Regions from separate parts of the Xenopus tropicalis genome. Here region 2 is linked to region 1. A link is a contact called in public Hi-C data. All regions are on one chromosome and are shown on one strand. The core of a region is the stretch at or near the end of the contact, and the rest is flanking DNA. Distances in the headings are between cores, read along the strand shown.

Region 1 (5,549 bases), core at 1,719-4,218:
ATCGCCCACCCGTAGGTGGGGATATCGGGAGAAGATCCGCCTCCTTGGCGACCTCGCCAAGCGAGCGGATCTTAACGTGTATGGGCACCTTTAGGTTGAGAAGTAAAACAATGAATTTGCTTCCAAACCTTTTTAACCCACTGAGATACCAACATAGAAAAACCAGTGGAAGGTACCCAAGTTCAGCAAGTATCAGCTCATTGGATTCATTATTTACAGTTAACTAATTAAATGCATTTTTCAATGTCTCTGCTTATTACTGAGAATGTGCCTGACCAGACAGAGTTCCAAAGGAAACATTCAAATAACCTAAGTTAGATGTGATTATTATTTTCCTTGTGTTTCTCTCTATCTAGCCAAAGGCAACAACAGCCCTTTAGCAGGGAAGATCTGTGCCTCCAAAGTTGGGCAACTTATAAATGTCACAATACAAAGCTGATTAGTTATTGATTTAGATTCAGATTACACGGCAACAACAATGAATCAGCCCTGTAGCATCAGCTTCTATAACCGGCCAGCCTCATTTTCTGCTTGATAATTTGCTACAGCCCCTAAGCTTAGCTTTTCAACAGCTGCCCAGACCTTACTGAGCATGTGCAGCGACACTTCTAAAAAAAAAAAAAAAAAAATACAAGATGGAGAGCTCCTGTACATAACCTTAAAGACTGGGAGCATTATTGCTATAAAGAGCCTTTCTTTAGGTCTCCATTAAATATCAAACCTTTAGAGGTGGCACCCAGGCTTACTGAGCTGCTATTAGGACAAATGAGAGGAGAGACCGTCACTTGTTAGCAAAAGATGGACTGTCTATGTGTCACAGCTGCCAAAATAAGCACGTTTGCAGTGATTATAAAAATGTGAACAGCCCGCAAAGAAAGATTCTAGAAAAATGTAATCGCTTATTATAATACACAAGTTTCAGTGAGTTACATCACTAAGAACCATTTATAACTGATGACATCACTAAGCACTGTTTATAAGGATATCATTTACAGGATACTCTTGTGATATTCTCTTGCGTATTATATATTTAGAAGCAATAATGCAAAAGCCACAGATATCCCGGTGGAACATATTGTTGTGGGAAAAGAGTAAAATGAACATACTTTTAGTCGGTATCTTAATTTCTTCATGCTGAATTTCTGTTTTCATCTGCAAAAGAACACAAAGAATTAAGCTTTCTTTGGGCCTGTATCCTGCACTGCTTGCTGTGCATTATAGTAAGGCAAGGGTAATTCCTGGTTTCACTGTATCACTACACACAAGGCAAAATACCACATTGTTCACGATTGCATGAACAGTCCTAGCAAACATCTAACACCCGAAAAAAACAGCACCTCTTGATTTATTAGAACTGTGTGATCCTGGGTAAAGTGTTTGAGTGTTTTGAATATATGTTTAGCAGCTTTCTAGCTTGGAATTTCAACCACTATCTAGTTGCTAGGGTAGTTTTACCATAGCAACCAGTCAGTGGCTTAAATATGAATCACAGGGGGACTGAAAGCAAATGATTTTCAGCTGCAGGGGTCAGTGACCCCCATTTGAGAGCTGAGAGCAGAAGGGGAAAGAAAATAACTCTATAAAAAAAAAAAAAAAGAAGACCAAATGAAATGAAATGTTGCTGAGAATATGCCATTCAACATGCTAAAAGTTAACGTACAGGTTAAATGCATGGAAGAAAAAAATGGACTTCACATTCTCTAAGTGTGTGTTTTAATAGCAGGTAAAGGGAATTACAAGTAATTTTAGCTGCAACCATTAGGTTCTTGCTGAATTACAACACTCAGAACGACTCTAACAAACTATGAGTAAAGGCAAAACAGCTGAACAAGAGCTATAGGACTGCAGGATGTACATCCCTGGGGAATATACTATAGGTAGGTGACAATGGTACATCCCTGGGGAATATACTATAGGTAGGTGACAATGGTACATCCCTGGGGAATATACTATAGGTAGGTGACAATGGTACATTCCTGGGGAATATACTATAGGTAGGTGACAATGGTACATCCCTGGGGAATATACTATAGGTAGGTGACAATGGTACATCCCTGGGGAATATACTATAGGTAGGTGACAATGGTACATCCCTGGGGAATATACTATAGGTAGGTGACAATGGTACATCCCTGGGGAATATACTATAGGTAGGTGACAATGGTACATCCCTGGGGAATATACTATAGGTAGGTGACAATGGTACATCCCTGGGGAATATACTATAGGTAGGTGACAATGGTACATCCCTGGGGAATATACTATAGGTAGGTGACAATGGTACATCCCTGGGGAATATACTATAGGTAGGTGACAATGGTACATCCCTGGGGAATATACTATAGGTAGGTGACAATGGTACATCCCTGGGGAATATACTATAGGTAGGTGACAATGGTACATCCCTGGGGAATATACTATAGGTAGGTGACAATGGTACATCCCTGGGGAATATACTATAGGTAGGTGACAATGGTACATCCCTGGGGAATATACTATAGGTAGGTGACAATGGTAACAGGAGCCTCCCCTAAGGGCCCACTGGGGCATGTATAGCAGCAGCCCTGCCAACTGTGAGAGCGAAGCAGCAGACTGTGTAGCTAAGGCTAAATGAAACACAACAGATGTATAACATACACAAGTGACATCACAAGTTAATAAATGATTATATCCCTGCGGCTGTATAACACCGCTGTGCATGCTGGGAACACAGAACACACCAGCGAGGGAAGGTGCACGGCTCTCACCTTCACTACTTCCTCTGCTTCAACCAAGTCACTCGTTGTGGCCGCGGGAAGTGGGCTGAAAAGCTCCGGCGACGGGGAAGACATGTTACCAGGAACCCGCGGGAATTCTCACACACGCAGAACCGTGGGACAGTCACCTGACATGCTCTGCGGCGCGCAATCATGTCGTCACGGCGAGTCAGCCTATCAGCGCTTGTGGGCGAGGGTTCTGCGTCGCGCAATCATGTCGTCATGGCGAGTCAGCCTATCAGCACTTGTGGGCGAGGGTTTAAGGCGTAGCGAGCTCGGGTTGGCGCCTGGTGTTGCTTCATGCGGTGACTGAAGTCTAAGGGGGAATGAAACTGCTCAGTCCTGCTACTTAATAGCTGCTCCTTAGCTGCTAACTGATATTATGGGGGACGGAGCTGTGAGGCTTATGTAGCAACTCTGGGGAAACTTGCACAGTAATCCAGGGCAGCCAATCAGGTTGCTGCTTTTGCTGTAACTGCATAAAAACTAATCAGTGGTACCTGTGGGCTACTGGGTCGGTGTTGTTCTGCCCAGGATTAACCAGCGTGTCTTTGCTTGGGCCCAGACTGGCAATCTGTGGGTTCTGGCAAATGCCAGAGGGGCTGCTGTAAGGTGCCATGTTACTATTTATTGGGCTGCTGGGGGGAGTAGTCTGGGCCTGTTTATGTTCATAGCTGTGTTGCTGATTTTTAAAAGAAGACTAATTGCACAGAAGCATTTCAGTACCTTCCAGTCCTTTTTCTTTACTCGCTTCTCTTTGCTAAATATCCCCAGTGAGTGGTTTTAACTGCGAGCTATAAAATGATTGTCCTGAGACAATGTGTACAAGTGACACAAACCCATGTAGGTCAATAGAATCCAGACAGGGCTGTTCTATATACATGTATGTTTAGGGTTTGTTTAAAAAGACACAACCCTGTTGTCGAACTCCATAAGCCAGATATTGGTCGTTCAAGGTGTCTGGTTTGGTGGGCTGCAGTGTGTACATTTAATCAGCCTGTAATGGGCAGCTTAAAGGTGGCCACATGGTCGCACGAAACATCGTCAGATCCGCCACACACCGTTCAGGGCTGAAACAGCAGATAAGGAGGTAGAAACAATAGGATTTCTACCTCCTTCTGCCGATTCAGCCCTGACGGCAGATTTTGGTCAGGCGCCTTCTATGGCACCCTATCAAAATTTTCTAACCTGGCCGATCGGCGAGTTGACCGATATCAGCAGCTTCCTGCGATATCAGTCGACTTGCCTACATGCCATACACGCACCGAATATCGTACGAAACGAGGTTTCGTACAATAGTATCGGTGCGAGTATGGCCAGCTTTAGAGAGCAAGGGCCAGATATTGTTGCACTTTGAGGGTTGGGAGATTACCAGGACTGATCCTCCCTTCTTCCCCAACATGTCTTTTTTTTGTTTGCTCTCCCCTCAACTTTTCAGCTTTACCTTTACAATTTTGTTTCCTTGTTCTGCAGTCTGGAAACATTGCTCAGAGATGCTCCAAGTGTTGGCAGGGAAAAAACGATGTCTCTTGAATTTACGGGCAATGGAGGATGTCTGCTCTCCATATGTGATGGCTGACAGTTGACAGTCCTGCAGGCCCAGACCGCAATCTGTGGATTGTAGCAAATATATTGTGGGCCCTTCCTGTACTTGACATTCCAGGGCCTGTTGAATCTCAGTCTGGAAATGCAGCCCTGATGCAAAAGTTTCTTATAGTCTAAATGAGCCTAAGGTGAACAATGGTAAGAAAGTACCTAGGAATACTATGGAGTAAAAGACTTAGGGGTAGATTTATCAAAATGGAATTAGAGTTTACCACAGAAAAAAATCACCCACTTTATATTCATTCCTATGAGACTTTAACTTTCACCAACTAATAAATACACTTTTTAGAGTTCACCATTTGATAAAAACGCTTCTAAAACTCCCATAGGAAAGGAGTTTTTCTGTGGTAAAATCTCATCTCATATCTTGAAAATTCTGCTCCTTAGATGTAGTAAGGAAGCTCAGCCAGATTTTGTTTTGCATTAAAGGGGAAAAAAGGTTGAGGTTGGCATCAGATCCGTAGAAATGGTCTAATATTAGAATACAGTAGCACTCTATCCCACAATAGGTGCTGCCTGTCCGAAATGATTAACTTTTAGTATTTTATAGAATGGCCATTTCTAAGCAAATTTTCTAAATTTTTCAAAATCTTCATTATTTAGTTTTTAGAGTTTTTGAATTATTTGCTTCTTCTTCTGACTCTGCAGTTTTTAAACAACAGTTGCTCTGTGAGGCTGCAGTCTTATTGTTACTTTTTGTAACTTTCTTTTCTATTCAGGCCCTCTCCATTTCATATACCAGTCTCTCATTCAAACCACTTCCTGGTTGCTAAGGTAACTAGGACCCTAGCAACTAAATAGCTGCTGAAACTCCAAACTGGAGACTAAACTGAAATGAACTGAAAATAAAGTAACTAAAAAACTATAAATTATAAAAATGAAGACCAGTTGCAAATTGTCTCAGAATATTACTCTTTGCATCAAACGAAATGTTTACTCAAAGGTGAACAACTCCTTTATGTCTGTGCAGTCTGTTTCCCATGGGCAAGAAAAGTTGAAGGACGGCTGCATAGCAGAATGAAAACTGCAGTGGTCTCTCATATATTTCTTTTTTCTGACATATTTATGCAGAACATCTCTTTTGTTGTAATTTACAAACCATGGTATAACTACCAGGGTAGCAGGAGGTGCAGCTGCAATGGAGCTTGCTTACCCTGTCGGGCCCACTGGGAGACCTGCATCACATTG
Region 2 (5,549 bases), core at 986-3,485, 180 kb after region 1:
ATACTCTGCCCCCCAACCTACCAGTATTGGGCACTATTACAGTAGCACATACCCCCCCATCCTACCAGTATTGGGCACTATTACAGTAGCACATACCCCCCCATCCTACCAGTATTGGGCACTATTACAGTAGCACATACCCTGCCCCCAACCTACCAGTATTGGGCACTATTACAGTAGCACATACCCCCCCATCCTACCAGTATTGGGCACTATTACAGTAGCACATACCCCCCCATCCTACCAGTATTGGGCACTATTACAGTAGCACATACCCTGCCCCCCAACCTACCAGTATTGGGCACTATTACAGTAGCACATACCCTGCCCCCCAACCTACCAGTATTGGGCAATATTACAGTAGCACATACTCTGCCCCCCAACCTACCAGTATTGGGCACTATTACAGTAGCACATACCCTGCCCCCAACCTACCAGTATTGGGCACTATTACAGTAGCACATACTCTGCCCCCCAACCTACCAGTATTGGGCACTATTACAGTAGCACATACCCTGCCCCCCAACTTACCAGTATTGGGCAATATTACAGTAGCACATACCCTGCCCCCCAACCTACCAGTATTGGGCACTATTACAGTAGCACATACTCTGCCCCCCAACCTACCAGTATTGGGCACTATTACTATAGCAAATCCCCAAATCCTACTACTATTGTGCACTATGTCCCCATAGGCGCCCTTTCCCCCTAACCCCACCACTGCTCTGCACTATGTCCCCATAGGCGCCCTTTCCCCCTAACCCCACCACTGCTCTGCACTATGTCCCCATAGGCACCCTTTTCCCCTAACCCCACCACTGCTCTGCACTATGTCCCCATAGGCACCCTTTCCCCCTAACCCCACCACTGCTCTGCACTATGTCCCCATAGGCACCCTCTCCCCCTAACCCCACCACTGCTCTGCACTATGTCCCCATAGGCGCCCTTTCCCCCTAACCCCACCACTGCTTTGCACTATGTCCCCATAGGCGCCCTTTCCCCCTAACCCCACCACTGCTCTGCACTATGTCCCCATAGGCGCCCTTTCCCCCTAACCCCACCACTGCTCTGCACTATCTCCCCATAGGCGCCCTCTCCCCCTAACCCCACCACTGCTCTGCACTATGTCCCCATAGGCGTCCTCTCCCCCTAACCCCACCACTGCTCTGCACTATCTCCCCATAGGCGCCCTTTCCCCCTAACCCCACCACTGCTCTGCACTATCTCCCCATAGGCGCCCTTTCCCCCTAACCCCACCACTGCTCTGCACTATCTCCCCATAGGCGCCCTCTCCCCCTAACCCCACCACTGCTCTGCACTATCTCCCCATAGGCGCCCTTTCCCCCTAACCCCACCACTGCTCTGCACTATCTCCCCATAGGCGCCCTTTCCCCCTAACCCCACCACTGCTCTGCACTATCTCCCCATAGGCGCCCTCTCCCCCTAACCCCACCACTGCTCTGCACTATGTCCCCATAGGCGCCCTTTCCCCCTAACCCCACCACTGCTCTGCACTATGTCCCCATAGGCGCCCTTTCCCCCTATCCCCACCACTGCTCTGCACTATGTCCCCATAGGCGCCCTTTCCCCCTATCCCCACCACTGCTCTGCACTATGTCCCCATAGGCGCCCTCTCCCCCTAACCCCACCACTGCTCTGCACTATGTCCCCATAGGCGCCCTTTCCCCCTATCCCCACCACTGCTCTGCACTATGTCCCCATAGGCACCCTCTCCCCCTAACCCCACCACTGCTCTGCACTATGTCCCCATAGGCGCCCTTTCCCCCTAACCCCACCACTGCTCTGCACTATCTCCCCATAGGCGCCCTCTCCCCCTAACCCCACCACTGCTCTGCACTATGTCCCCATAGGCGCCCTTTCCCCCTAACCCCACCACTGCTCTGCACTATCTCCCCATAGGCGCCCTTTCCCCCTAACCCCACCACTGCTCTGCACTATGTCCCCATAGGCGCCCTTTCCCCCTATCCCCACCACTGCTCTGCACTATGTCCCCATAGGCGCCCTTTCCCCCTAACCCCACCACTGCTCTGCACTATGTCCCCATAGGCACCCTTTCCCCCTAACCCCACCACTGCTCTGCACTATTTCCCTAGAAGCACACTCATTAATCACACCAGTCATAACCAGCATTGGGCTGAGAAAATGCAGCTTCTTGATTGGCTGGCCTGATCACCTCAGCCTCCTCCCTAAGACTCAATCACAAATAAGATCCAGCATGGTTGCGGGAGGGACAAACCACTTCCTTACGCAAAAAGGGGCACTGCCGGGGGAAGGCGCTATGTGGGAGTAAGGCTGGCGGGTAGGGGGTGCATAGGGACTGAATGATCCCTGCAGCAGCCGGGCAGAGTGGGATGTGCTTAGCGGCGCTCAGCCCGGGCTATGGGAGCTGCTGCTGCTGATGTGTCGGCTGCTGTCTGTCACTGTGCGTGTCACTGCCCCCCCCCCAGCCCACTCTCTGCAACTGAGCGGCACCGCTCTCACTTACACTCCGGGCATCTGCTGAGGGACTGCTAGGGGCTCCCTACCCACCGACACTGTCAGTAAGTAACAGGGCCCTTGTCTGCATTACCTGTCTAATGTTAATATGCCTTTAAATGCAATATTAGTACAAAATCCAATGGGCAATCCATTGGCCACCCTAATACCCTGACCGCTGTCAGATAAATGTATTTAGCTCATGTTTTGTGTTTGTTTAGCAGAGAAATGTGTGTACCCCTCCAGCTGTTGTGCTGTCAGGGGATTCTGGGATTTGTAGTTAAACGATATGGCCATTGGCTATCAATGACTATCATGTAGGATTGGCAGCTCTATCTATCATCTATCTATCTATCTATCTATCTATCATCTATCTATATCATCTATCTATCATCATTGTCTGTCCCTATCTAAATGGTTTTAGCTCAGAGGTTTTTGTAGCCCCCCTGCTGTTGGAGGACATATGCTATTGGGGGATGCTGGGAATTGTAGTGAAACAGCAGACAGGGCCATTAACATCAGTAGCATAAATAATACTAATGGAATAGGCAGCTGTATGTAGGTAGGTACAGCATATATTAATGTTTAGGGTACATGGCTGTCAAATCTGTGCTCTTATGACTGCTGTTGAGCTATAAAAGCTTTCAGGGGATCCTGGGAGTTGTAGTTTAACAAACAGCAGCCGTTGGTTGGGTTATGACATGTTTATGTGTGTGTATATACTGCCTTTTTCATTCATGTGTCTTTATGGAAATAAGCTGACTGGCTTGGCACAAACAGCAAACAAATGGAGTATGTTATTTACATGCAGTCAGGGCAAACAGAACAATGAGTAGTACATACAGAGTGGGGAGACCCTCTACCTGTTTCATTACAAACTATGCAGGAACAGCCAGATGCTGTTGGAGGACTCTGGGATTCGTAGTCCAGTAACAGTTGATGAGTTGCAGTGAAGCCCTCCTTGAAATCCAATGCCTAAATGGCATATGGGAGCTCTGCTAGTTGTGATTTTTGTTCCCTTTCAAAATTGGGCATCAAAAACCAGGCCCAGATTACAGGCCCGGACTGGCAATCTGTGGGTTCAGGCCAATGCCCGGGGGGCTGCTTTAAGATTGGATTCTGGGGGCTATTCAAATCCCAGTCCAGACCTGGGTGGGTGGTAGGATAGATCTAAGACTACACTGCAAATAGGTAGGTCGCTGGCCAGTGCCCTGTTGGTGGGTATATGGCTGGGCAGTGCTAAAGCTGCACTGTAGGCAGAGAGTTGGATAGGCAATGCTAAGTCTAAACATTAAGTAGGTAGCTGGCTGGCCATTACTGAACTGTAGATTGTGGTTAGGTAGGCAGCTGGCCAATGCTAAGTCAGCATTTTAGCACAGTAGGTGGGTGGATACCCAGGCAGTGCTAAGACTGCACTGTAGGTACATAATTGGCTAGGCAATGCTAGGCTAAACTGGAGGTAATTAGCTGGCTGGCCAACACTAAAATGCATCATTATACATTGGTGGCTGGCCAATGCTAAAGCTTCATGGAATGTAGGTGGCTGGCCAAAGCTAAAATGCATCATGATAGTAGGTGGCTGGCCAACGCTAAAATGCATCATGATAGTAGGTGGCTGGCCAATGCTAAGGCTTCATGGCATGTAGTGGATGGCCAATGCTAAAATGCATCATGATAGTAGGTGGCTGGCCAATGCTAAGGCTTCATGGTATGTAGGTGGCTGGCCAATGCTAAAATGCATCATGATAGTAGGTTGCTGGCCAATGCTAAGGCTTCATGGTATGTAGGTGGCTTGCCAATGCTAAAATGCATCATGATAGTAGGTGGCTGGCCAATGCTAAGGCTTCATGGTATGTAGGTGGCTGGCCAATGCTAAAATGCATCATGATAGTAGGTGGCTGGCCAATGCTAAGGCTTCGTGGTGTGTAGGTGGATGGGCAATGCTAAGGGTGCACTGTAGTTGGGTAGATGACTGAGCAACGCTTAGACTGCAGTGTAGATAGGTGGGCAGGTAGGTGACTGGCAAATGCTAAGTAGGCACTGTGGGGGGGGGGGGGGGGGGGAATGCCGCTGAGAAACTCTCTGATTGCAGGTATTCTATTTCCCATAAGCCTTTCCCTTTAAATAGCTATGCTGGCACAGTGAGAGGGAACTGGCGGATCTGTTACTATTTCCTTCAGAGGAGGAGGAGGAGGGGGCGCTGCAGCTTCTTTCTTACGCTTGAGTGTTTTCTTTTAAAGGCACGGTACGTGCTGTGAGCGTGATTGCGTCGGAGCCCTGAATGGGGAAGGTGAAGGACAGGGAGGCGTTTGGCTTCTCACACACAGGCAGGTGACTCTGCTTCACTGCTGGGAACAAAGGGGAACAGAGGTGAAAGGAAAAGAATGTAACAGCCTCTGGGGCAACTCCCTGCCTCCTTATCCATTTACTGCATCTGCAGCGCCATTCAGAAATAAACCCAGATCCATGTATAGTAAGTGGAGTGATACAGTTTAACCAGGGCAGTCTTGCTTCTAAGGCTTCCTGGGTAAAGGGGATGTAAACCTAAAAAAATATCTGTGTCTATGGATATTAAGCTTGGATGTGTGGCCCAGTCCGTGCATGTAAGTGGCCAAATTGTGCTTATCTGACTGATCAGCTCACACAGCATCCGGCCAGGTCTGTCTATAGTAGAGGTGTGGGTTCATTCAGTTGTGGGGTGCCACATGTATAAGTTAGGGAGACTCTGTCGCTCTGTGGCAGAACGGTGCCTCCTTCCCATTAGCCTGGCTCTGTCTTAGGTTATACAATGTAGCAGCCGCCATCTGTCAGTGTTTTTATGCTTCATGACTATCCACAGCCCTAAATAGAAACTGGTGAGCAGATTACCCCGTGTGGATTTATCATTTACACAGATGATGCCAAACTCATAAACCTCTGTGTCACTGAGCTACATACATTGGGGGGTATATACATTGAATATATTGTTACATAAGATTTAATAGCTGTGGCTGTTACTTCTCAAACTGCCTCACTGTACCCCTGGGGTCCCCAATGAGCCAGAGGCTTAGCCT

The links. A called contact is a pair of places that touch in the nucleus more often than the background predicts.
Region 2: a contact with region 1 is called in a Hi-C map of tailbud embryo, with 2.8 times the contacts expected there. The contact joins the promoter of lpin1 here to the promoter of e2f6 in region 1. A contact is called at or near these places in 3 of 5 Hi-C or Micro-C datasets (gastrula embryo, neurula embryo and tailbud embryo).

What each region holds. Positions count from the first base shown.
Region 1 is chr5:138,935,146-138,940,694 of UCB_Xtro_10.0, forward strand. It overlaps e2f6 (transcription factor E2F6), which reads right to left and starts at 2,969. Exons shown (of 7, transcript XM_002942183.5): 1 at 2,748-2,969; 2 at 1,107-1,152. The coding sequence starts at 2,831.
Region 2 is chr5:139,120,847-139,126,395 of UCB_Xtro_10.0, forward strand. lpin1 (lipin 1) reads left to right here and starts at 2,236. Exons shown (of 20, transcript NM_001079027.1): 1 at 2,236-2,561.